Linked DNA regions of Mus musculus: regions 1, 2, 3, 5 and 6 are each linked to region 4. The links are chromatin contacts, called in public Hi-C, HiChIP or PLAC-seq and promoter capture Hi-C maps. All regions are on one chromosome and are shown on one strand. Each heading gives the region's core, a stretch centred on a gene start, on an enhancer-like site or on the middle of the called end of the contact. The rest is flanking DNA. Distances are from core to core; before and after follow the strand shown. Region 1 holds the start of Rps25 (ribosomal protein S25). Region 2 holds the start of Hmbs (hydroxymethylbilane synthase). Region 3 holds the start of Hyou1 (hypoxia up-regulated 1). Region 4 holds the start of Usp2 (ubiquitin specific peptidase 2). Region 5 has its middle 4.6 kb from the start of Bcl9l. Region 6 holds the start of Vps11 (VPS11, CORVET/HOPS core subunit).

Region 1 (3,800 bases), core at 816-3,315, 340 kb after region 4:
GTAGGCTGCTTTATGTAGCAATAAAAACTAAAAATGGGCTTATGGAAGTGTATGAGTGTTTTTGCCTGCATGGATGCATGTGTACCACATATGTGCCTGGTGACTATGGAAGCCAGAAGAAGCCATCACGTCCCTTCCAATAGGAGTTGGTTGTGAGCCACCATGTGGATGCTAGCTCTCTGCAAGAACAGCAAACACCAAACCATTTCTTCAGCCCCAAACTGAAACATGTTATACTAAACGTGTTAGCTAAAGCCAACATGCTACGGAATACGTACCTTATTAGTTCATGGCTACTGCTATGTCAACACACCTTACACTACAGGCAGTCACAGGAAGACTTTCTTTCTTTCTCTTTTTTTTTTTTTTTTTTTTGAGACAGGGTTTCTCTGTGTAGCCATGGCTGTCCTGGAACTCACCCTTATAGACCAGGCTGGCCTCAAACTTAGAAATCCGCCTGCCTCTGCCTCCCAAGTGCTGGGATCAAAGGCATGCGCCACGCCCGGCTACAGAAAGAATTTCAATGTCCACTTAATTTAATTATCTAATTAAGTGGTGGTGGTGGTGATTGGCACACGCCTTTAAACCCAGCGCTTGGAAGGCAGAGAGAAGTGGATCTCTGAGTTTGAGGCTAGGCTGGTCTACAGAGTGAGTTCCAAGACAACCTAGTCTTCCACTAGCAGCCTTTGGATTAAGACATAGAACTCTCAGCTCCTCCTGCGTCATGCCTGCCTGGATACTGCCATGCTCTCACCTTGATGATAATGGACTGAACCTCTGAACCTGTAAGCCAGCCCCAATTAAATGTTTTTTATAAGACTTGCCTTGGTCATGGTGTCTGTTCACAGCAGTAAAACCCTAATACAGAAGTTGAAGAGAAACCCTATCCCCCCCAAATTTTTTTTTTTCAAAAATTCAATTACCTTATGTTAATGATGAAGAAACTAGGGTCAAGAGGACAAGACCTGACTGGGCAAAAATCAAACTACCTCAAACCTGGCTATAGTTGACATTTCTTCATAAAAAGAGTTCAGCCACTTAAAGAGGTACACAGTAATTGTACCTCTTTAAGTACACAAAGAAACACTTTAGCCGGCCTAGAGACAGATGCACTAGTCAGGGGAGGAAATGTTTAAAAGGGGTAGGGAAACTTACGAGTGGAACATCGAGGCCAGCATAAGCTTCTCGTTAGAGGTAAGGCGGGGCCGGCCGAATCGGATGGAAACCGGGTAATTCGCAGGGTTACCCAGATACTCCAGCACTTCTTTCCCGTCAGCCGTGTACTTGCCATTCACGTCCATGCCATTGATGGCCAACACTGCATGGCCCACTACAAGAAGAGTGGCTAAGGATCAGAGATGGCCCGGGCCACTCCCCGCCCCGCTTACTCCCACTCCCATTCTTTCACTCTCACTCCCACTCCCACCCCGCACCAGCCCACTTCCGCAGCGCCAGCCCCGCCCTCGAGCCCGGCCCACCCCGGATGCCGTCGCGCTGGCCGAAAGCGACCAGCACGCGTTCGTCGTGCAGTTTCAGCAGCAGGTCCAGCGGGTAACTGAAAGTCTTCTCAGCCTCAGCCCGTGGCGAATAGCTGTCCCACTGGTAAATCAGGCCGCCGGCTTTGTTCACCACGTACACGCTAAAAATCGCCATCACTGTGCTACGGATAGGGTACTACGATCCCGCCCCTTCCAGGCGCTCCAGTCCCGGAACTGGTGTCATAGCCTCGCCTCTGCTCTCCCTCCTGCGGCCCTCCCCCCTCCTAAAGCGCACGCGCAAGCCAAGGCCCCCATTGCTTTAACAAACACATTTCTGGGAACTGGCCTACTGTATTTCTCAGTGACAGAGCAGAGAATTAGTGGCTGTTGGGTGACCCGCAGCAAAGTGCAGCAATTTTACGACCAGTCTCAGAGTTTGCAGGTTGGAAGTCACGCCCCCTATCCCATCCCACAAGAGGCGGAGTTTAGCCAAGACGTGGCTCCACCCATTGCCCCGGAAGTACTCTCTCGAGGCAGAGGTTTCTGGGATTGTTGGGCCACCGGGCTTCCTTTTTTTCCGACATCTTAGCGAGGCTGCTGTGGTCTACACGACTCTCTGAGCTTCGCCATGGTAAGGCCCGCGAGGGTTGAGCAGTGGGGTTCAGAGGATCGGGCGGTGCTGGGGGGAGGTGGAGGCGACCCTACACGGACTGCTTCGTGACCCGCGGGCCTGCCTCTCCGGGCGGCTGCCGCCATCGTGTCCATGTGCTCCGGCGGCGGCGCCTGGGTGGGTGAAGGGCTGCGATCGGGGTGCATGGGACCACCATGTGACTGGCCTGCACTCCCGCTTTCTTCCCCTAGCCTCCCAAAGACGACAAGAAGAAGAAAGATGCCGGAAAGTCGGCCAAAAAGGATAAAGACCCAGTAAATAAATCTGGTGGCAAGGCCAAGAAGAAGGTAGGCGATAGCTATTTGTAATGGGAATCTGTGGGACCTGTCGTGAACTTGTGCTGTAAGTTTTTCCCCAGATACCGAATTCTAAAATCACATAGTCACTTTAAGAATACAGTGGTGTAATACTTTTATAAAGTAATGGTATTAAACCTTATTAATGTTACGACCCTTTTAAGATGGTTCCCCTTTTGACCACCAGCTGTGAAATTACTATTTGTTTTTTCAAGATGGGTTTCTCTGAATAGCCCTGACTGTCCTGAACTCACTCTGTAGACCAGGCTGGCCTCGAACTTAGAAATCTGCCTGCCTCGGCCTCCCGAGTGCTGGGATTAAAGGCATGTGCCACCACTGCCCAGCTCATGAAATTATTTTTTTTTTTATGAAATTATTTTTGTTGTTGCTACTTAATAGTTTTGCTACTGCTATGAACTGTAAGGCATATGTCTGGTCTTCAGGGTATCTGATAGCGACTCCAAAGTTGCCAATGCAATAAGCCAAGAAGTCTCTAATTTCCCTGAGATGATCGTGACAGAGCTTTCTCAGATGCTTGATGTTAGGGAGCAAAGGGATGGTTCTGACTGGTTCTCATTTGTTTTGATGAGCAGAAGTGGTCCAAAGGCAAAGTTCGGGACAAGTTGAACAATCTTGTCCTGTTCGACAAAGCGACATACGACAAGCTCTGTAAGGAGGTTCCGAACTATAAGCTTATTACTCCAGCCGTGGTCTCTGAGAGACTGAAGATTCGCGGTTCCTTGGCCAGGGCAGCCCTTCAGGAGCTCCTTAGTAAAGGTAGGTGATGTGCCCTTGTTCTTACCAGTGCATTGTCTTGTTGGGAGCAGTATGACTGGAAAGACTTATGAAGGATAGACTGACTTCCAGAGTCTTAAGTTTTAGTAACTTCAGTGTCCTGCATTCCTTTGCAGTCCTTGAATTCCTGGCCCTTTTTATTTATTTATTTATTGCTTCTCCGTTAATTGGGATTAAAGTCCAGAGTACCACCTTGCCTTGTTATTTTGGAATGCCATCTCACTTTGTTGTCCGGGCAAATTATTCTCCTGCCTCTGGTGGGATTTTTTTTGTTTGTTTGTTTTTTTGTTTTTCGAGACAGGGTTTCCTCTGTGTAGCCCTGGCTGTCCTGGAACTCACTCTGTAGACCAGGCTGGCCTTGAATTAAGAAATCTGCCCGCCTCTGCCTCCCGAGTGCTGGGATTAAAGGCGTGCGCCACCACGCCCGGCTTGGCTATAGTTTTAAGTACATAAACTTAGCAGATAGGATCTAGGTGTTGTTACAAGTATAAACTATGGTCCTTAACATAGAGGTGGTGGCCCCTTAAGTCTGTGCCAAGGATGTGGAAGAGTTTGTGTAGT
Region 2 (3,635 bases), core at 473-2,972, 280 kb after region 4:
TCCCTCCCATGCATGTCCTCCCCGCTTACTTGCAGATGGCTCCAATAGTAAAGCCAGGAGGTAGTATGGTAGGCACATCCTTCAGGGAGTGAACGACCAGGTCCACTCTGGAGACGACATGGGGAGGACACAGAGAGAGGCTTTGAGTAGGTGACCTTACCTCCACCACCCACCCCAGCATCCTTGACCGTTCAGGAAGATAGCATCTTAAGATCTAAGACCTGGTCTCTTCTCAACTACTCTACCCCATTTCCCCAGACAGTCTGATTCCCCAGGTAGTTAGGCTACTCCAAGGCAAGGCTCTCTCCTCTGTGAAAGCCTGTGAGCTCCACAGTCTAACCCGACAGTCCTGCCAATATTGGGGAGCCACTTTGGGGTTCTAGGCTCGGGGTACCACATTCCTCCATCCTCACTCACTCGTTTTTTTCCAGGGCGTTTTCTAGCTCCTTGGTAAACAGGCTCTTCTCTCCAATCTGCCAGGCAAGAGAGAGCCTCAGAGTGAACCCCTTACACGTGGGAGAGGGACAAGAAGAATGGGGACAAGGACTGGCGTTACCTTAGAGAGTGCAGTATCAAGAATCTTGTCTCCCGTGGTGGACATAGCAACTGAGGAGAGAGTCAATCAGATACCCATTAACACCTACTGAGTCACCCCTCGTTCAGGCCTTGACTGGATTCACAGTGGAGTCTGAGGCATAGAAGACCCAGCCCCTACTCTCTCAGATACACACACCGACAGAAAAAGCAGACATACTCATAAAAGAACCCAAAGCAGAAAGTATGAAATGTCAGGCTAGCCCGGGCAGCTGGAGGAGATGTGCACAGGAGACAATCTTTCTTTCCCTTCACAAGCAGCCAGAATAGTCTTACAAGGCAGGCTTTGACCACAGGCAAAGCCAGAGATGCCCTGTCCTCCGGTTCACTGGCTTCCCGTTCACTACCAATCACTCCTCTCAAGAAAACTTACTGATTTCAAACTGTATGCCAGGGTACAAGGCTTTCAGCATCGCCACCACAGTGTCGGTCTGTATGCGAGCCAGCTGGGGAAAGAGAGTCAGATGGTTTCTCACCTCCCCTGGCCACTGGCCCAGGCTCAGACCCTCATATGGACCAAGAAAGCAATGAAAGGGGTTAGACTTCTCACATGAGGCCTGCCCTGAGAGTCCCTTCTCTGTACCCCAATCATTTCCCTGCTCCAGAGACTCTCTTTTCTGTACCCCATGAAATCGACTCTCACACACTCTTATTTGCTCAATGCTAGCCTTTGGGTCCCACTAGTGACCCTGTGAGTCTCTGGGTCCCACTAGTGACCCTGTGAGCATTACAATTCTTGAGACAACGCGCTATGTCTGTACTCACCTGGCTCTTACGGGTGCCCACTCGAATCACCCTCATCTTTGAGCCGTTTTCTTCCTGCAGAAGAAAGTCCCTAGGTTACGATCTTTTCCTCATTCAAAGAACTAGGATCACAGGCTTAGGAAAGAGGACTCCCAGGTCCTAGGCAGGTGAGGCTGCTAGGAAGGAGAGACTCCCAGGACTGGTCCTTGAATCTTCCTTGGTACCTTCTGCCCTCCTACGGGATCCAGAGAAGCAAGACCAGAGGAAAAGCTGTAATAGGATCTGTTGTGGCAGCAGCAACAGGACACTGAGCCCCAAAGCCCAGCCTGGCCAAGGAGGTTCTGAGTGGGAGGGCTGCACACAGCCAGGTGGGCAAAATGATAAGGCCCATCAGCCTCGGCACAGTGAGGGTGGGCCCTGCTGGAGGGTGGGGCCTACAGAAGCTGGGGCAGGACAGCCGAAGCCTCCCATTGCTAGAGAACAAGCTCACTGTCCACAACAACTCAGGCACTTGAGAAGGCCTCACTAAGCCCTGGGTGAGTCACTAAGCATCCCTTAGTACCACCAGGATGTACTCCTAACAAGGACTGAAATCAACCAAGCTAATGTACAGCCCTTTCATGCCCTTGGCTGGGTGACTTTGGGAACATCATCCCATCAAGGGCTTGTTAAATTAAAGGCCACCTCATGCCTCAAGAAGTCCCAGAAGACTACAAGAATAAACTGCCTAACAGTCATTGCCTACTGGCTTCCTCTGGTGTCTTAAGCCAGAGCCAAGAGCTCAAAAGGACACACCTCTTTCTTTTGTTAAGGCGCCTTGGATAAAGGTGTCTAGGGCCAAGCAGGTAGAACTGGGTTCTGCAGTCTGATACAAAGGGGACAGGAGTCACTGTACAGATTGTCCCCCTTCCCTGCACCAGGTTCCTCATCTCACAGGTTCTTCTATAACCAGACACTCAAGTTCTTGGTCACTGAAGGTGAAAACTTGCTCTTGGACTCCAGTCTACTCCACTGCTGAAGATCCCTCCAACAAACGACTCTGAGATAGCCTTTGCAATTTAGCTGGGCTTGAAATAACACAGAAATTTCGGACAACAGGGAGCCCATAGAAAGGAATTGCTAAGTTCAAACAATTTGTTTTTTAATTAATTGACCCAGAACAGCATTTGAGCCGTGTCTGCATATTGTCCTTGCAACAACCCTACTAGGTTAGACAGGGTAGGTACTTCCACCCGTGTCACAGAAGCAAAGATGCAGAGTGGTCAAATTACTGTCTAAACATCTCACAGCTATGAACAGACAGAAAGTGGGTGCTGAAATCCAGGCCTTCCTACCCTAACCCTGTGCTCTAAAAATGTTTTCATAGCCAAGACTACTGCTTACTGCCTGGGCAGGAGATAAGCAGGCTTCCCAGCTCAGCCTTATCTCAGGCAGCCTGCCCACAAGTTCAGAACTTTCCAGGCAGGCCAGAAATGACAAGGCCCAGGGGTGGGTTCCCCCGCTCACAATAGCAATTCAGGTGTGTCTCTACTAGGACTTTTGTGGGTGGCTAAGGCTGGGTGACTTCATAACGGTGAACGGGAGAAGGCGTGTAACCTCCAAGATGTTTGTATACAGTTTTAAGAAGTGGGGTGTGCTCTCCCCTGAATGAAGTGGATCGTATTCCGAGATAGCTGGATTTGCCTCAGCCCCTTCTTCGTGAAAAGGATCTTGTCTGTGTATAATCCTTTACTGGCCGGGAACAACAGAGATCCAGCCAGAGCCTACAGGGATGGAATCCCAGGGCGGACCACCTTTCCACTCACAACCCCGCCCCCACTGCTCGAGATCACTCCTTCCCTGCCTTAGGGCAACCTAGTTACTGGCCCTTTAAAAAAAACCTTGGGGGGGGGGGGAAAATGACAGCTAACTATTCCGACCAATAGACGACGAGAACATGGCAACCCGGGGCCAATCATTGCACCCAGAAAGCCCCGAGAAGTGCGGGTCATCGGTCACCGGCTCAGAACTCACCGCGGTTGTGGCCGCGCCGCCGTTACCGGACATGACTCCGCCCAGGGCGCAGGCGCGGCAGTGCCGCTGCGGTCCCCTGGTGTCTGCAGAAGCCGGCGACCTGGGCCGGCCGGGACTGAAGGCACATGGGGCCCGAGCCCGCACTTCACTCCGGCTGCAGGACCTGCTGAGCTCTGCGTCACGTCCGCTGCCCTCCCTCAACGGGGCGGTGCCTTCCTCTGGGCGGGAATTAGGATTGCGACATAGCCAGCCTCTTCGCTCAAGTCCACTGCACAGAACAACTC
Region 3 (3,742 bases), core at 150-2,649, 310 kb after region 4:
CACAAATGCCATATGTGTGTACAGCACACACAAAATGAAAAAAGCGAAACTCAACAGAATCGACAACTTACACATCTATCACTGGCAGATAAAGCCCACATTATGCACTGTTGTACACAATGTTGTACAGTAGTAACGAGGGAAATCCCACTGACACAGAAAATTCTTAGTTGAAAAATAGCAAATAATTGCTTTTTTTGTTATTGTTCGAAAAATGTTACTTTTCTAGAAAGAGATATGTGTATCATAATGAGCAGGAAGTTACATATCATGCTACAGATAAGAGTGGGAGGTTGTGTCAGGGGACTTACTTTTATTTATAAATCTTTTCTCTGGGTAGCAGTGTGTGTGTTTGGTTGGTTTCGTTTTTGAGACAGAGTTTCTCTGGGTAGCCTTGGTTGTTTGTTGTGGAACTTGCTCCGTAGACCAGGATGGCCTCAAGCAGGTAGAGATCTGCTTGCCTCTGCCTCCCAAGTGCTAAGATTAAGGCCACCACCACCAGTCCGTTCCTAATCTTTACATCACATGAATACTCATTTTTTAAAAAAAGATTTATTTATTATTATATGTAAGTACACTGTCTTTAGACACACTAGAAGAGGGAGGGCATCATATCTCATTATGGGTGGTTGTGAGCCACCCACCATGTGATTGCTGGGAATTGAACTCCGTACCTTTGGAAGAGCAGTCAGTGCTCTTACCCACTGAGCCATTTCACCAGCCCGAATACTCATTTCTTTTCTTAATTTTTGAACGGTGTTGTTGATGGAATCCAGAGCCTTAACTACGCCAGACAAGAGCTGTATCTCTGAGCTATTTTCCCAGCCCTGAACCATTCCTAAGAAGAAACAATGACGGTACCAAAGGTCAAGCCAATTAAAGTCTTATTTTTTAGTTTGCAATATCGTCTCTCGTACTATTGGGGTTCAGAGTTAAAGCCAATCCGTCACAAACACGGTTTATCTCCGGCCCATCAGCGAACATCATTCTTGTGGCTTAGGTTTTTCAATGAACCCATAAAGTTGGAGTGGTCCCCTGTTATCTTGCCCAAGTCCAGGGCACACGCATGCGCCTCTTCCGCGTCGCCGCAGCGAATGCAGCTCAGTATGATTCCGTCGCGCGGATGCCCCAGGTAACCGGAAGAAGGCCAAGGACTTCGCAATCCACGAGAGCACCTGCTCCCACGCGGGGTTCCGCTAGGGTTCCGCATCGAAGCGTCCGGCACCGATGCTGGCAGAAGTCCCGCGAGGAGTAACCCGGCCGCGAACCGTGACGTGGCCCAATCCGCAGCCAGCTCTGGCAGTTTCGTCCCAACCGGTACTCAGGCCCAGCTGCGTCCTCGAGGGGCGGGGCCGCAGAGGGGCGGGTCTTCTACGTGGACCAATGGGGTCTCGCGCCGGGTCTCGTGGGCGGTGCTAAGTGCGCGGCGCAGGGCCGAGCGGCAGGGGCGCCAATGAGCGTGCGCCGCGTCCGGGGCCGGCTGGTGCGCGAGACGCCGCTGAGAGGTTGGTGGCCACTGTAACAGTTTGCAAACGAAGGGGAGTTGTGAAGGGCCCGGGGTTGGGGTCGTGCTGCTGGCCGTGTGGGTACGTCCTCGCCGCCTTGATCCCGGAGCGAAGGACACAGGAGCTGAAGGCCAGAGGGAGCGGGGGTGAGGATGGAGCAGCCGTCGGGCCGCGGCTCCTAGGGGAGGCAGCGTGCTAGCTTCGGGGGCGGGCCGGTAGCCGGAGCGAGGGCCGCACGGACACCGGTCCCTTCGGTCCTGAAGTTCAGGCGCTGAGCTGCCCCCTCGCGCTCAGGGTGGGCCTGAATCCATTTCTGGGAGTGGGATCTTCCACCTTCGTCAGGTGAGGTTTAGGTGAACATCCACCCGGCTTGTAACCTTAGCCTGCACAACGTCTGCGTAGGCAGCGTGGCCCAGGAGTGGGATGGGCAAGGAGGGTGGGCTGGACAATGCTCAGGGAATTCAGAGAAGGGGACAAACCCTTCTGTGCCAGCCATCCCCAACGTCATCACCTTCCAGTTCCTGCCCAAGCTCAACCTGGCTTTCCCGGCCACCCGGGAACCCCAGGTGTGAGGTATTTGAGCCGATTTCGAGGGTCCTGGCCAAGCTCCAGGTGTCTGACAGGTACAGTGCTGTGGTGTGCCGATTGCTTACCTGTACGTAGACCGAAAAAAGGTCAACTCTTATTTGTCTAAGTAAGTGGTGGAGGGCCCTTTTGCTTCGGCCCGAATGTGAGACACTTGGGAGGATGTTTAAAATGATTGAAACTCCTCAGGAAGGAAGAGAAGAGGTCGAGCTGCTGTGCTTTTTTGCCAAAGTGCAACAGATAAGAATCTTTGAGCTTGTCTGTTCTGGGATGTGGTTCTGTTTCCTTCTTCATTCAGCATCCAGTTACAAGTGTTTTTCCTTTCCCATTAGGGTCACAATGGCAGCCACAGTAAGAAGGCAGAGGCCAAGGAGGCTACTCTGTTGGGCCTTGGTGGCTGTCCTCTTGGCAGACCTGTTGGCACTGAGCGGTATGTACCTGGCTAAGGTGTTAAAGAAGAATGGAAGGATAAGAGGGCACAAGGTGCCTACTCGAGTTTGGGGTTGCTGGATCTAGCCTTTTTCTTTGTCTTTGCCATGGAAAGCAGGCTGCTTCCATTGATTTGCCTTAGGAAGGCAGGAGGGTGTGGGAAGCAGAGAACTGACAGAGAAACCTACATTCTGTCTTCCCTTCAGACACATTGGCTGTGATGTCTGTAGACCTGGGCAGTGAATCCATGAAGGTGGCCATTGTCAAGCCTGGAGTGCCCATGGAGATTGTATTGAACAAGTAAGAGTAGATCTGGGTCAGGGGTGTGTTTATAATTTATAGTGCCCACTTCAGACTGTGATGGCTGAGCCCCCGTATGAGATCTGGTGGCGTCTGGCTTCATAGTCTGCTGCAGGCAGCTGGGCTAATGCTGCTTTTTCTTAGGGAATCTCGGAGGAAAACTCCAGTGACTGTGACCTTGAAAGAAAATGAAAGGTTTTTAGGTGATAGTGCAGCCGGCATGGTGAGTAACAGCCCTAGCCAGATTCGTTCCCTCAGAGGCTAGCCTTTTATCTAGCTGGATGAAGTAGAGGCAAGGTAAGGTAGGTTTGGGCCTAAGAATTGGCTGGGTCTCCTCCTTTCAGGCCATCAAGAACCCAAAGGCTACGCTCCGTTATTTCCAGCACCTCCTTGGAAAACAGGCGGATAACCCTCATGTGGCCCTTTACCGGTCCCGTTTCCCAGAACATGAGCTAATTGTTGACCCACAGAGGCAGACTGTGCGCTTCCAGATCAGTCCGTGAGTGTCCAGAGTGGGAAGGAAGCCCCTTGTTGGCGCATGTGTCCGTGGTTATTGGGCTTGGTGTTTGCCTTCCTGGACCTCACCTCCTCCTCCTCCCCTCAGGCAGCTGCAGTTCTCTCCCGAGGAGGTACTGGGCATGGTTCTGAACTACTCCCGTTCCTTGGCTGAAGATTTTGCTGGTGAGCATCAAGGTGGTGCTGGTGGCAGTGGGACTTCCCAAATGTACAGTGAATAGCAAGCAGAGCCTCTTTGATTTCTTATTGAAAATTGGACCATACCGGAAGACATGTTTGGTTGTCACAAGCTCGGGACGGGCTCCTGGCATCTAGTATGTAGAGGATAGGGAGGCCCGGTAAGAGTCAGTGGTACTGTGTTGGACATCCTGGTCTGATGTTTGGGGTTGCTGAGATCCTGCTCTTTG
Region 4 (3,915 bases), core at 994-3,493:
AAAATAAAATTCGAACAGAGTCTGGTATATTCCATACCTACAAGTTCAATGAAGAGGTGGAGTGAGGGTTGGTAAGAATTTAAGTATTGGGGGCTGGAGAGATGGCTCAGCAGTCAAGAGCACTGACTGCTCTTCCAAAGGTTCTGAGTTCTTATCTCAGCAACCACATGGTGGCTCACAACCATCTGCAATGAGATCTGACACCCTCTTCTGGAGTGTCTGAAGTCAGCTACAGTGTACTTACATATAATAAATAAATAAATCTTTTTTAAAAAGGTTTTAAGTATTGCCTTCTGGTTGTGTCTACATTCTTTGGGAAATATGAGAAGAAACTTGAAATTGAGGACACATGATGATATTGGAGGAAAAATTCAGGGGAGGAGCTAAGGGCTTAGGAGAATTAATGATGCAGGCAAAACTGAAGTCTTGGGACTTATCTTGGCACTAGCCTACTTGGTTGGGCAGCTTTCCTCATCAGTCAGGAAGAAGGGTGGGGTATAAGAGCCAAGTGGGAACAGGCTGGAAAGATGGCTCAGTGGTTAAGGGCACTGGCTACTTTTCCAGAGGTCCTGAGTTCAGTTCCCAGCAACCACATCTGTAATGGGATCTGATGCCCTCTTCTGGCACGTAGGTGTATATGCAGATAGAGTACTCATATACATAAATCTTTTTTTTTAATTTTTAAATAAAAATTTAAAAAAATAATCAAGAGGGGGAAAATATATCAAGATTTGCCCTGGCCCTTTTTTTTTTAAGAGGAAACTTAACAGGGTTAGCATTTCACTTTTGTTGTATTTTGTTTTTATGATTTTTGTTTATGTGTTTGTGTGCACATGCACATTTGGAGCTCAGACCATGTGAGTTGGTGCAGAGGCAGGTGGATCTCTGTGAATTCAAGGATAGCCTGGACTATGGAGTGAGTTCCAGGACTACATAGAAAAACCTTGCCTTGAGGAAAAAAAAAAAAAAAGAGGGGCTAAAGAGATGGATGGCTCAATGGTTAAGAGCACTGACTGCTCTCCCAGAAGACCTGGGTTCAATTCCCAGCAACCGCATGGCAGCTCACAACTGTCTGTAACTCCAATGTCTGATACCTTCACACAGACATACACACAGGCCAAACACTAATGCACATAAAATAAAAATAAATTATTTTTTAAAAAAGAATAACTCTGATTTTTCTTAGGGGGTGTTATCTAATTTAACAATAAATAACTCTTAGAAGTCAAGTTTGCAGGCTGGATAGATGGCTCAGCAGTTAAGAGCACTGTCAGCTCTTCCTAAAGGACCAGGGTTCAATTCCCAAAATCTAAATGGCAGCTTACAACTGTCTGTAACTCCACCTCCAGGGGATCAATCATACATGCAAGCAAAGCACCATTGCACACAATAACTAATTGATTAAAAATAAAGTCATTTGCTTAAAATTAAAATACAAGTTGCATCTTTTTTTCTTATTCTAAACCTGATAGCTTAGATGAAATGCTATCCTTTCTTGGGCTAAGTCCTCCCAGTAGTCACCTAAGCGAACTGCATTAGTAGACATGTACAAGACACTTGACATTTATTTACCACTTGAACATGGTCTCCCTAGGCTTCAGCTACATTGTGCAATAGATGACTATAGTGGTTCTTTTACAGGACCATTAAAAAGATTAAATGAGAAAGCTAATATATGCAAAGTACTTATCACCATGTCTAGTAATGTACTTAATAAGTAGCCCATAGAATGCGTCACTTGAATAGTCATGTACGTTGATAGTGTGTTGAATGGACATAATCTTTTTTTACCTGATTGATTGACCTATGGGGCTCTATAAATATTGCTATGAGATATACATGGTTGTTTAAATAAATGCATTTTTAAATATAAATAAATAAAATAAAAAAGTAGGCAGAAAAAGAGTCTATGGAATAGAACATTCCCAGCCCGGTAGGAAAGCCTTCTCTAAGATCTGAAAGCTGGAATGTTGCCTTTTCCCGTGAAGTGACCCTCTGTCTCAGTCTTCCCAGCGCCAGGACCTATCAGATTCCAGTCCACTTCTTTCCTTGCGCCACCGGCTCCAAACAGGCGTGCTTTTTCTCCACGTGGTTCTCTGTATATACCCGGTTACCTGGGAGATGCGCGCCGGGCGGGGCTCTACTGACGCAACAATAGGAACAAGCCAATAGCCATGACGTATATCAGTGACGCAAACGCGGGGTGTGGTTTGGCCGGCCCGGGCGCAATGAGGCTGCTGCCCGCTGGGTGGCGCCGATTTCCCGGGGAGGTCCTTTCTGGGCCCCCGGCGGAGGTGGGGGAGAGGCGGGCAGGCACCGAGCGAGGCCAGGGAGCCCTCTGCGTCAGCCACTGCTCGCTGCGCCGCGCCAGTACCAGCCAGGACTCATCCGCAGCTCCATGCTTGTGCCCGGTTCGACTCGTCCATCCTCCGAGAAGAGGCAGGTACGTGCCACCTGTCGCAGGTCGGGGAAGGAAAAAGCCAGGGTCAGTACCAGCTTTGAGACTCGGAAAGTAGGGTGTCAAAGGCAGCCTGGGCAGTCTGGACGTGAGAAATGTAGGGCGAGGGCCAGATGTGTGGAGGGGGAGACTCCAGCTGTGGGTGCCAGTGTATGAGAGGGGCTGCCAGCTGCCAGCTCGGGGTGCCAGGAAGAGCCATCTGTGTGCTGATCAATGTGTTCTGAGGAAACACTGTAACCGCGGGTACAGGTCTCCCCGCCCTGTGTGTTGTGTAGCCCGAGAATGACCCCTGGACCCTGACACCCCCCTCTCCCCACGTGTGTGTGCAGCTAACAACCTCCCTGTTGTTAAACATCCCGGGGCTATCTCTTGGTCAGTTTTCCAAAGCGGGGGAAGGGGCTTAGGGGAAGCTAGCAGTTAAGCGGAAGGGAAAAATTTTCCACCAATCCCAAATCAGAAAGAGGCAACTTTGAAATTCTCACCAATCCCAAAGCAAAAGCAGCCATGCAATGTTCTCTGACATGCAACTTGCCTAGGGGAGTCCTGGTCAACCGTTTCTAGCTCTCCAGAGAAAAGAGAACTCCTAGCTCTTAACCCCAGAGCTTTTGAGAATGAAGTTGAGTTGAAGATTCTAGTAGGGGTTGCTTATCTCCCCCAAACACGGGCATATAAGCTTGCACACACACACACACACACACACACACACACACACACACACACACATCAAACCACAAAACAAGAGGCATGGAGAACTGATGGATGGCCTGGGGTGGGGGATGTCCCCTACTCTTTGATGCTGTAGGCGCATGCCGCTCTGGAATGAGGATTGGAATGAGGGCGTCCTCCAAAGTGCATCACCAGGACCCAGTCTGAGTCAGTACCTTGTGCTGAGACAGGGTGGAGGCACCAGCCCTCGGGCCTTCCAGTCTCCAGGGAGAGCCATCAAGAAGCAGAAGATTCCTCTTGGGAGCAGACAGGTGCACCGAGGCCAGAACGATGGTCCTCTCATGACCCTGTCCAGCCTGCCTTTGACACCCTGGAACCCTGAGCCCTCCAACAGGTAGACTGGAACTGCTCCTCTGGAGCCAAACATTCCCTGGCAGCCCAAGGAAGCCACACTTGATTTTTTTTTTTTTTTTCTGAGCAAAGGGGAAAGGAGCCCAAGTAGGCTTGGCCTGTCGCCTTGGGAAAGTGGCAAAGTCTGTCTGACCTTTCCATTTGGGGGACGTGGATTGTTTCAGAAAACTGCAGGAATATTATTTGCCATCAGCAGTTTCCTGAAAGGTGGCCCAAGGCCTTTTTCTTCTAGGGTTGCCTGCTACAACTAACATTAGTGACTTGACAGTGAACACGGCCAATAAGCTTGTCGTTTGTTGTACTCTTGCTATGTTCGAGGAGACTTAAAACTATTATTTTATCCTCACCATTGTGAGACATAGTCACGACTGTTGTTATTC
Region 5 (3,588 bases), core at 353-2,852, 430 kb after region 4:
GTCCAGTGTGTCTCAGGGCAGGGGTCCATGTGAGCCACTGGGACTCACAAAGGTCCTGAGCTAGGACTGGGATCGTAGGGATGGAGTGCGGGAACTTCTGGGTGAGGGACCACGAGGTAGATGGTAGGGCCGGGTTGCCTACAAGAAGGAAGAATCTATGTCGGCAGGTCATTAGGATCTTCTGTGGATTACGGAGTAACAGGGTCCTGGGTCTGAGGCCTGGGCTGGGCTACCAGGTACCTTCCATTGTCTTGGCCTAGGGGGGATGGGCTAGAGGCTGAAGCTGTGCTGCCCACCACCTCCTGGGACAGAGAGAACTTCCTCTTTTCTATGGGCTCGGGAGGCGAGAGAGCTCACGAGAGCTCATGTGCCTGCACCATGGTGCTTAGCTGTTAAGCTGGCCGTGCCTCCTGTGCCCAGCCTCTGGGCCTGCCTGTTCCTTGGGCAGGCTGGGGCTATTTTTGGGATTGGGCTGGGGCTCTGGGGCCGGTTTCAGATGTTCCAACGTGAACAGGAGAAAGCAGGGACAGATGGCTAGAGGGTTCTGATCAGTGGGTCCTGCTGGGAACAGGGTTATTTTTAGGACCTTATTAACCCTTTGGGGCTCTGTGGGGCCACCCTGAGAGGTATTGCCCTTTCTGGTTGAGAAAAGAGCAGGGCTTCGTCCTCAGGCTTCCCCTCTAGTTCTGTGTATCAGCTGCCCTTTCTATCTAAGACCTTCTCTTTAGAGAGTACCATGGCTCCACACTGCATGTGTTTCCCAAAGGGGTCAGACTGGGGGAGGGCTGCAGATCACTGAAAGAGAAGTATCCTTCACTTACCCCCCTGGGTAAGACCTGAGGCTGAGGGAGCTTCAGATGGCTGCTCTCTGCATCCACACATTCTGGGTCGGAGACCCTCAGAGAGCTCAGGGGTGCTCAAGGATGGATGCCTGTTAGTAGAGTGAACAAGCTTCTTCACAGAGTGCAGAGAAAGCCATGCCTTCTCTGCACGGGGATGATGCCCATAAGCCCTGCTTGCCTGAATACTCACAAGGCAACTCTCTAGATGGTTCTTCTCATTACAAATGCACCTTCCTGACATGCCGCGTTCTTGGGAACTATGTCAGGAAAGAGAGGGTGCCCAAGGGATTTGGTTGAGGGCTAATGTGTCGTAGACATTTTTAGGTAGTTTCTGGTAATGACCTCACTTTGTGATTTTGCCTGTGAGGGAACCGAGGCTCAGAGGGATGAAGAGGTGGACAAGGTTCAGCAGTTTAGAAGAGGCTCCATGGGACTGGCACTCGCCCTGCCCAACTACAGATTATTCTTTTGTAACCCCATGCATGCCAGGATGCATGGTCAAGGCTACTGTAGGCAACAGAACTTGTCACGGGAAAGTTTATGGAGTGGATGTGAGAAAGGAGGCCTTAGAGCAGGGGACCCTGCTTGTCACTGCTTTCACTGTCCTGTAGGTCCTGTAAGTCCTTCTTGCCCGAGGGTGCCAGGACTGACACTAGAAACCCAGTTTGGCCTTCCTGTCTGCCCTGCAGGAGATCACAGGCACACATCCTGTCTCATCACCCCACCCCCACTAGCCCTGGCCCACAAGCCCCTGCTTCCTGGAGGGTCATGGCTGTCTGCATGTCAACGTAGACAGAGGAGCTCGTGGCTACTCAGGTGCTGCCGGTGCCAAGAGCTTGGGCCAGGCCGGCAAGGCAAGGGATGGAGGATGTGTCTGCCTCTGGCAGTACCTGGGGGAGAGAGCAGAGTGTGGCAGGCAGTCTCTGGGCGAGGTCCCACCCGTGGTGCGCTGGCTGTGCCAGTAGCCTGCCCGCACTCCACTCCTCCCACAATGGCCCCATTGTTTCCAGTAGCCAGGCAGTTTGGAGGAGGTTCCTCGGTCACCCATGCCCCCCCTAAATAGGGGCCAGATTAACCCCTTGGGAGACTCGGACCAGGTGAAGGTCCCAGGAAGCTACCTGGCTCAGTTTTCCCCTGTTGAAGGGAAGCTTGAGGTGTCATTCCTTACCCACGTGCATACAGCAGCAGGCCACCTCCTGACACTGGGGTCACCCATCAGGAAGAGGTAGCACCTAGACCCTCCCCTGCCCCCACTCTAGTACAGGTGCCAGGGGGCAGGAAGTGCCAGTAGGGTGGCAGTGCAGTCCAGATATATCTGGGCGGTGGGGCTAATTCCAGCCACCACCGTTGGCTCCGCTGGCTTCTGCACTCCTTTCCTTCCTGTGAAACCAGAGCTGGGTTGGGCCCAGCTCAGGATTTCGGTGGATTTAAAGAGGCAGCCCATCTCTGCCAGCTTGGCTTCCTTCCCCCTCCCCAGGTGGGGTCTGAGGCCTAGAGAGGCCTAGAGGCCTTTGAGCACCTCATTTGCCCTGGGCTAACCCCTGGCCCGGGCCTCAGTCAGGGTACTAGGCACTCCTCTCTCCCAGAGCCTTGGGCGGGTGGGGTGGGCGGGGGTGGGCTGTGGTTTCCTGTGTTGGCTGTTTGTGCCTGGCCCAGAGTGCCCGCTGCCTGCCTGGGCTTCCTGCCCTGTCTTGTTTCCTAGTGCTCTCCCCCCTCCCCACCCCTCTCCCTAGGGGGAGGGAGTAACTAGGGATTGGGCATCAGTCTTTTGGGGGCACCCTACTGCCAGGGCATGATTACTTCCTGAGGTCTGGACTCACTGGTAATGGCTGAAAGAGCCAAAAGAAGTGAGGTGAACTTAGGCCTGTCCTGGCAAGGCCATTTGTCCCCACAGGCTCCAGAGGGACAGTGGTCCAGCAAGAGTAGAACTAATCTCCCACAGGCATTCTGTTTAAAGATCCTGCATTGCAAAGGTCTAGGATCAGCAGACTTGACGGTCCTGCAGGGTTAGGATTGTATGACCTTACCCTGGGGCTATAGGTGGGGCAGGCTGGAAACTCCCAGGTGAAGCCTCCTAAGCAAAACTGGTTTATTTGCATGGACTCCTGGGAGGGGAGTTGTAGCTAGGAAGGGGGGCAGGACCCCACCCCACCCCCAAGCCTGGAAGTCCCCACCTAGAGGGTCCCCACTAAAATAACACCTTGGGTCCTCTCTTTGAGCTAGGTTCTGAATCCCCAACCTCCTAGCTGAGTCACCACCTCAGGGAAACTTATCTGAGTGCTACAAGGAAGCTTCTGAGATCCAGGGGACACCAGGAGAAAGGGGACTTGGGACATTGTCTTGGGAACTGAATCTCCCTCGGCCCAGAACCTGCTCCCTATGAATCCCACATTTTTTTTCTCTAGATGTCTCTGCTCACTGCACGTGAGGGACATGGCCCACCCAAGCATTTCTCACTGTTCCCGGGGTTTCCCTGGCCTCGCAGACATAGTGCATAGGTTCTCCGATGAAGTATTTATTTTACTGATGACATCATTGGCCTTGAAGTGAAATGTATTTTGGTTGTTGTCGTCACCATAGTTGTTGCATGTGTACATCTGCGTGTGTGTGTGTGTGTGTGTGTGTGTGTGTGTGATAGCATCTCACTACACAGACCTAGATGGCCCGGAATCTGGTATGTAGCCTGGGATAGCCTACAAATGAGAAAGCCAGCCTCATTTTACCTCCGGAGTTGATCGGGTTGAAG
Region 6 (3,681 bases), core at 299-2,798, 290 kb after region 4:
ATAGCACACAACTGACACTTCCTTAGCACACACAAGGCCCTGGGTTAGATATCTAGCACCATATATAACTGGGTGCAGAGGCACATGTTTGTAATCTTAGAACTCCAGAGGTAAAGGTAAGAAGGTTAGAAGTCATCCTTGGCTAAATGGGATCTTGTGTTATAAATTTAAAAAAGAAAGAAGGAAATGAAACACACACATGCACTTGTAATCTTAAGAGAGATTACATTCACATAATTTCAATTACAGGATATTATTATAATTGTCCTGTTTTAGTATTATTGTTGCTAATTTCTTACTGCACCTTATTTAAAAATTAAAAGTATGATCAGTGTGTTGTCACTGACTTAGCAACTTTTAATTTACAATCCTACAAAAGTGACAAGCAGCAGAAATTCTACTTTGAGGGCTGAGGGGCAGAGCATGTAAGAAGAAAGCATAATTGACAAGTTTCCAGAGCTAGTAATATGGGTAAGATACTCCTTTGAGGATAGCCCTTAATCCCAGTGATCTGGAGCCAAGAGATGGGCGTGAGTTCAAGACCAGCCTAGTCTACACATTGAGACCCTGTCCAAGATGTTGAAAAAGATACTCTCTTGTGATGCTGGGCACATTTAGCTCCCGGTCAGCAATGGAATCAGAAGGGAACATTGATATAGTATAGTTATAGTGTACTCTGTTGCTATTTAGACTGGTAGACTAGGCAAGATAAATGCATTTTTGGCTTGTATAACTTTCCATTTATGATGGATCTGCCTGGATGTAAACCTATCTTAAGTTGAGGAATGAGCGTCTCTGAAAGGAAAAAGTAGCCCCTATGTAGTTTGTAACTACCAGTGGCTTGAGACCTCAGCTGGGGTCTGACTGTACATCCCAAGGGCTTCCCCACATAGCTCATAGCTCGTGAACAAAGCAAACAAAGTCCTTATCTATCTACCTCCTCGCCTACAATATTAGACAGGGACTGTAACACCTCACACACACTCACAATCAAACACACACACACACACACACACACACACACACATATTTTAAAGGCAAGTTGCGTCTATTTGCGAGGGGGCCGATCTTAACCTTTGTCAAACTGGCATTAACAACCTTTTTCCAGTAAAGGAACCTGAAGCCGAGAGTTAAATGACTTGCTCAGGACTGCTCAGTTGACAAGTGAGAAAATGAACTTCCTTCTTTCTCCCATCAGCCCACAAAAGACATCTGGGCTCGCGTCTAACTGCGAGCACGCAAAACGCCACTGACAGATTGCATTCGCTGTAGAAACTCGTCCGGCGTGCGCTGAGGAAAGAAACACCTCCGAAAGAAGGATATCTCCAAAGACCAGGCTCCCGCGGCCTGAGTCGCAGACAGTGATGCCAGGAGGGAGGCAAAGGAACTTGGAAGCAGCGGATCCCGACACAGGCGCGGCACCGGGAGCAGCCCCATCATTACCCAGCGGCTCCTTCACCAGCTCCTTCTCGAAGAAAACGAAACGCCGCCACTGCAGGTAGGCCGCCATCTTGCCGAAGGCCCCCGCCTCCGGAAGCGAAATCACGTGAACCGAAAGGCGAGTCATGTGACAGTGGGGAGCATGCGCACAAAAGGCTTGCTGCTCGGGACTGAGAGGTGGGGCGTGCTCCGTAGCTCCTTAATGCTCTTTTGATCTTGTTAGGACTGACAACGTCCTTCAAGAGAGTGGTGGCGCGATTCGAGGTCCGCATGCCCTCCACAGAGAGGCGGTGTCTCAAAACTCAATACTCTGTTCGATGCAGAGAATAATGTTTTGGGAAGCTATCTAATTCATCAGCTTTTTAATTTTGCAAAATAAAGCTGTAATTAAGTGCCACCTTTTTAAAAGTAGTTAATAGACTGCCCGATCAAATCCAAAGCTTTTTAGATGTATAAAACTTTATAGGGGGCTGGAGAGATGGCTCAGTGGTTAAGAGCACCGACTGCTCTTCCAGAGGTCCTGAGTTCAATTCCCAGCAACCACATGGTGGCTCACAACCATCTGTAATGAGATCTGACGCCCTCTTCTGGTGTGTGAGAAGACAGCTATAGTGTACTCATATACATTGGGTAAATAAATATATCTTAAAAAAACAAAACAAGGGCTGGAGAGATGGCTCAGAGGTTAAGAGCACTGACTGCTCTTCCAAAGGTCCCGAGTTCAATTCCCAGCAACCACATGGTGGCTCACAACCATCTGTAATAAGATCTGACGCCCTCTTCTGGTGTGTCTGAAGACAGCTACAGTGTACTTACATATAATAAATAAATTAAAAAAACAAAACAAAACAAAAAAAACTTTATAGGGCTGAAGAGATAGCTCAGCGGTTAAGAGCACTGACTGCTCTTCTGAAAGTCCCGAGTTCAAATCCTAGCAACCACATGGTGGCTCACAACCATCTGTAATGGGATCTGATGCCCTCTTCTGGTGTGTCTGAAGACAGCTACAGTGTACTTAGATATAATACTAAACAAAACTTTATAAGTAAAATTATGCTATCAAGAAGCAACTAGAGCCGGGTGGTGGTGGCGCACGCCTTTAATCCCAGCACTTGGGAGGCAGAGACAGGCAGATTTCTGAGTTCGAGACCAGCCTGGTCTACAGACAGAGTGAGTTCCAGGACAGCCAGGGCTACACAGAGAAACACTGTCTCGAAAAAAACAAAAACAAAAACAAAAACAAAAAAGAAGCAGCTAGATGGACAGTATGTACTTTCTGTGCAGATCTCTATAGAAAATCCACCACTGTATACCAGTCAGAAAGTTTACTCTAACCAAGAAAGTCTTGAGGTTTTTGTTTGTTTGTGGTGACAATGGGGGACAGACAAATCAATAAAATGCTCAGTCACTGATGAGGATTTCACACATTTTGTGAATTCTAGCTTGCTGTGCTTAAGTTTGTTTGTTTGTTTTTAAACCTGTCAGAGATATTTTAGGTCATAAATGGAAGAAAGCAAGTATATGAAACCGGTTTTTCAACTGCTGGAAAAAATTTAAAAAAAGTTTGGTCCTGCCCCCGACACAGTTTGAATCAACCTTGTGTATTATATTCTGTTCTGCTTCAGAGTGTATAACTTCTCATACACCCAATCCATGTTTGCTGAGGTGCAAAATGCAACTCCTAAGACCCTGTTAACCTTCTTATCCTTCCTATAGAGGAAGAGGCAAGCAAAGACCAGGGAGTGGCAGCTTTGAGAGTAGAGTGATTTTAATAAGTCAAGGTCTTCCATAGCTGTCCAACCGGCTCTGTGTAGAAACAGCTCTGTGTCCTGTGTCCTGTTTGTGTGTCAGGGGGAACCATGAAGTTTGTGTCAAAAGAAGCATTGTGAAGAAAGTGACAATGATATCAAGGTGACATCTTGTTCACTGAGACTGATTTAGTGAATTTTGTTATCTAGGCAGATGTCCCTTCTCTCACCACTCTGTGTGTGACTGTGGCCTTCCTGTAGCATGTTCTGTCGAAGACCCTGTCCTTCCAGGACAGAGGAGGACCATTTCTCAGTTCAAACATACAAGTAGCTGACCTCCCCTGCTAGAACCTCCAAACATGCTCTCAACAAGTACTGTGATGCCAGGCAAGTCAGGGATACATAATGAGATCTTGTCTTCAAACAAAATAAGAGAGAATAGCATATGCAAGCATGCCACCTCGTGCTCCTCCTCCTGCCACTGCCACATGGC

What was found. Promoter capture Hi-C pulls out the DNA fragments that hold promoters and counts their contacts. Hi-C and Micro-C count contacts between places; a contact is called where the count stands out from the background. HiChIP or PLAC-seq counts read pairs in DNA pulled down with a chosen protein or histone mark. Capture Hi-C pulls out chosen DNA fragments and counts their contacts.
Region 1: a promoter capture Hi-C map of liver shows a contact between it and region 4. The contact joins the promoter of Rps25 here to the promoter of Usp2 in region 4. A contact is called at or near these places in 9 of 39 promoter capture datasets (the 3T3-L1 cell line, 3T3-L1-derived adipocytes, the C10 cell line and 5 more), 2 of 484 Hi-C or Micro-C datasets (liver and pro-B cells), 10 of 115 datasets of contacts at active chromatin or transcription factors (the 230-238 cell line, T-cell acute lymphoblastic leukemia, bone marrow-derived macrophages and 6 more) and 3 of 9 other capture datasets (adipose tissue, liver and pancreatic islet).
Region 2: a Hi-C map of regulatory T cells shows a contact between it and region 4, with 4 times the contacts expected there. The contact joins the promoter of Hmbs here to the promoter of Usp2 in region 4. A contact is called at or near these places in 1 of 39 promoter capture datasets (neural stem cells), 1 of 15 datasets of contacts at CTCF or cohesin (embryonic stem cells), 2 of 484 Hi-C or Micro-C datasets (Sertoli cells and regulatory T cells), 11 of 115 datasets of contacts at active chromatin or transcription factors (the NIH/3T3 cell line, embryonic hindbrain, embryonic midbrain and 7 more) and 4 of 9 other capture datasets (adipose tissue, embryonic stem cells, liver and 1 more).
Region 3: a contact with region 4 is called in an H3K27ac HiChIP or PLAC-seq map of embryonic stem cells, with 9 read pairs. The contact joins the promoter of Hyou1 here to the promoter of Usp2 in region 4. A contact is called at or near these places in 9 of 39 promoter capture datasets (the 3T3-L1 cell line, the HPC-7 cell line, HPC-7-derived erythroid cells and 5 more), 2 of 484 Hi-C or Micro-C datasets (liver and pro-B cells), 9 of 115 datasets of contacts at active chromatin or transcription factors (the 230-238 cell line, T-cell acute lymphoblastic leukemia, embryonic stem cells and 6 more) and 2 of 9 other capture datasets (adipose tissue and liver).
Region 5: a contact with region 4 is called in a promoter capture Hi-C map of pre-B cells, with 3 times the contacts expected there. The contact joins the enhancer-like site here to the promoter of Usp2 in region 4. A contact is called at or near these places in 2 of 39 promoter capture datasets (liver and pre-B cells), 1 of 484 Hi-C or Micro-C datasets (cardiomyocytes), 2 of 115 datasets of contacts at active chromatin or transcription factors (bone marrow-derived macrophages and embryonic stem cells) and 2 of 9 other capture datasets (adipose tissue and embryonic stem cells).
Region 6: a promoter capture Hi-C map of neural stem cells shows a contact between it and region 4. The contact joins the promoter of Vps11 here to the promoter of Usp2 in region 4. A contact is called at or near these places in 3 of 39 promoter capture datasets (3T3-L1-derived adipocytes, embryonic stem cells and neural stem cells), 8 of 115 datasets of contacts at active chromatin or transcription factors (the SCID.adh cell line, T-cell acute lymphoblastic leukemia, embryonic stem cells and 5 more) and 2 of 9 other capture datasets (adipose tissue and liver).

Annotation. Positions count from the first base shown.
Region 1 is chr9:44,405,649-44,409,448 of GRCm38.p6, forward strand. Rps25 (ribosomal protein S25) reads left to right here and starts at 2,066. Exons shown (of 5, transcript NM_024266.3): 1 at 2,066-2,109; 2 at 2,340-2,435; 3 at 3,038-3,221. The coding sequence starts at 2,107. It overlaps Trappc4 (trafficking protein particle complex 4), which reads right to left and starts at 1,900. Exons shown (of 5, transcript NM_021789.2): 1 at 1,479-1,900; 2 at 1,156-1,330. The coding sequence starts at 1,653.
Region 2 is chr9:44,340,659-44,344,293 of GRCm38.p6, forward strand. It overlaps Hmbs (hydroxymethylbilane synthase), which reads right to left and starts at 1,723. Exons shown (of 14, transcript NM_001110251.1): 1 at 1,563-1,723; 2 at 1,360-1,413; 3 at 968-1,040; 4 at 557-606; 5 at 418-473; 6 at 30-107. The coding sequence starts at 1,395.
Region 3 is chr9:44,378,091-44,381,832 of GRCm38.p6, forward strand. It overlaps Hyou1 (hypoxia up-regulated 1), which reads left to right and starts at 1,400. Exons shown (of 26, transcript NM_021395.4): 1 at 1,400-1,505; 2 at 2,423-2,520; 3 at 2,726-2,819; 4 at 2,964-3,042; 5 at 3,164-3,318; 6 at 3,424-3,500. The coding sequence starts at 2,430.
Region 4 is chr9:44,064,778-44,068,692 of GRCm38.p6, forward strand. Usp2 (ubiquitin specific peptidase 2) reads left to right here and starts at 2,244. Exons shown (of 13, transcript NM_198092.2): 1 at 2,244-2,443. Gm39325 (a long non-coding RNA gene) reads right to left here. Exons shown (of 3, transcript XR_870690.2): 3 at 1,548-2,454.
Region 5 is chr9:44,492,764-44,496,351 of GRCm38.p6, forward strand. It overlaps a transcript of Bcl9l not described here. Among named protein-coding and RNA genes, the nearest start is that of Bcl9l, 4.6 kb to the right of the region's middle. Within about 2 kb of position 1,603, at least 151 of the 459 cell types and tissues checked have an H3K27ac peak or open chromatin away from gene starts, as enhancers often do. A contact at or near this core is called in bone marrow-derived macrophages, cardiomyocytes and pre-B cells, where this site is marked.
Region 6 is chr9:44,360,122-44,363,802 of GRCm38.p6, forward strand. Vps11 (VPS11, CORVET/HOPS core subunit) reads right to left here and starts at 1,549. Exons shown (of 16, transcript NM_027889.2): 1 at 1,324-1,549. The coding sequence starts at 1,510.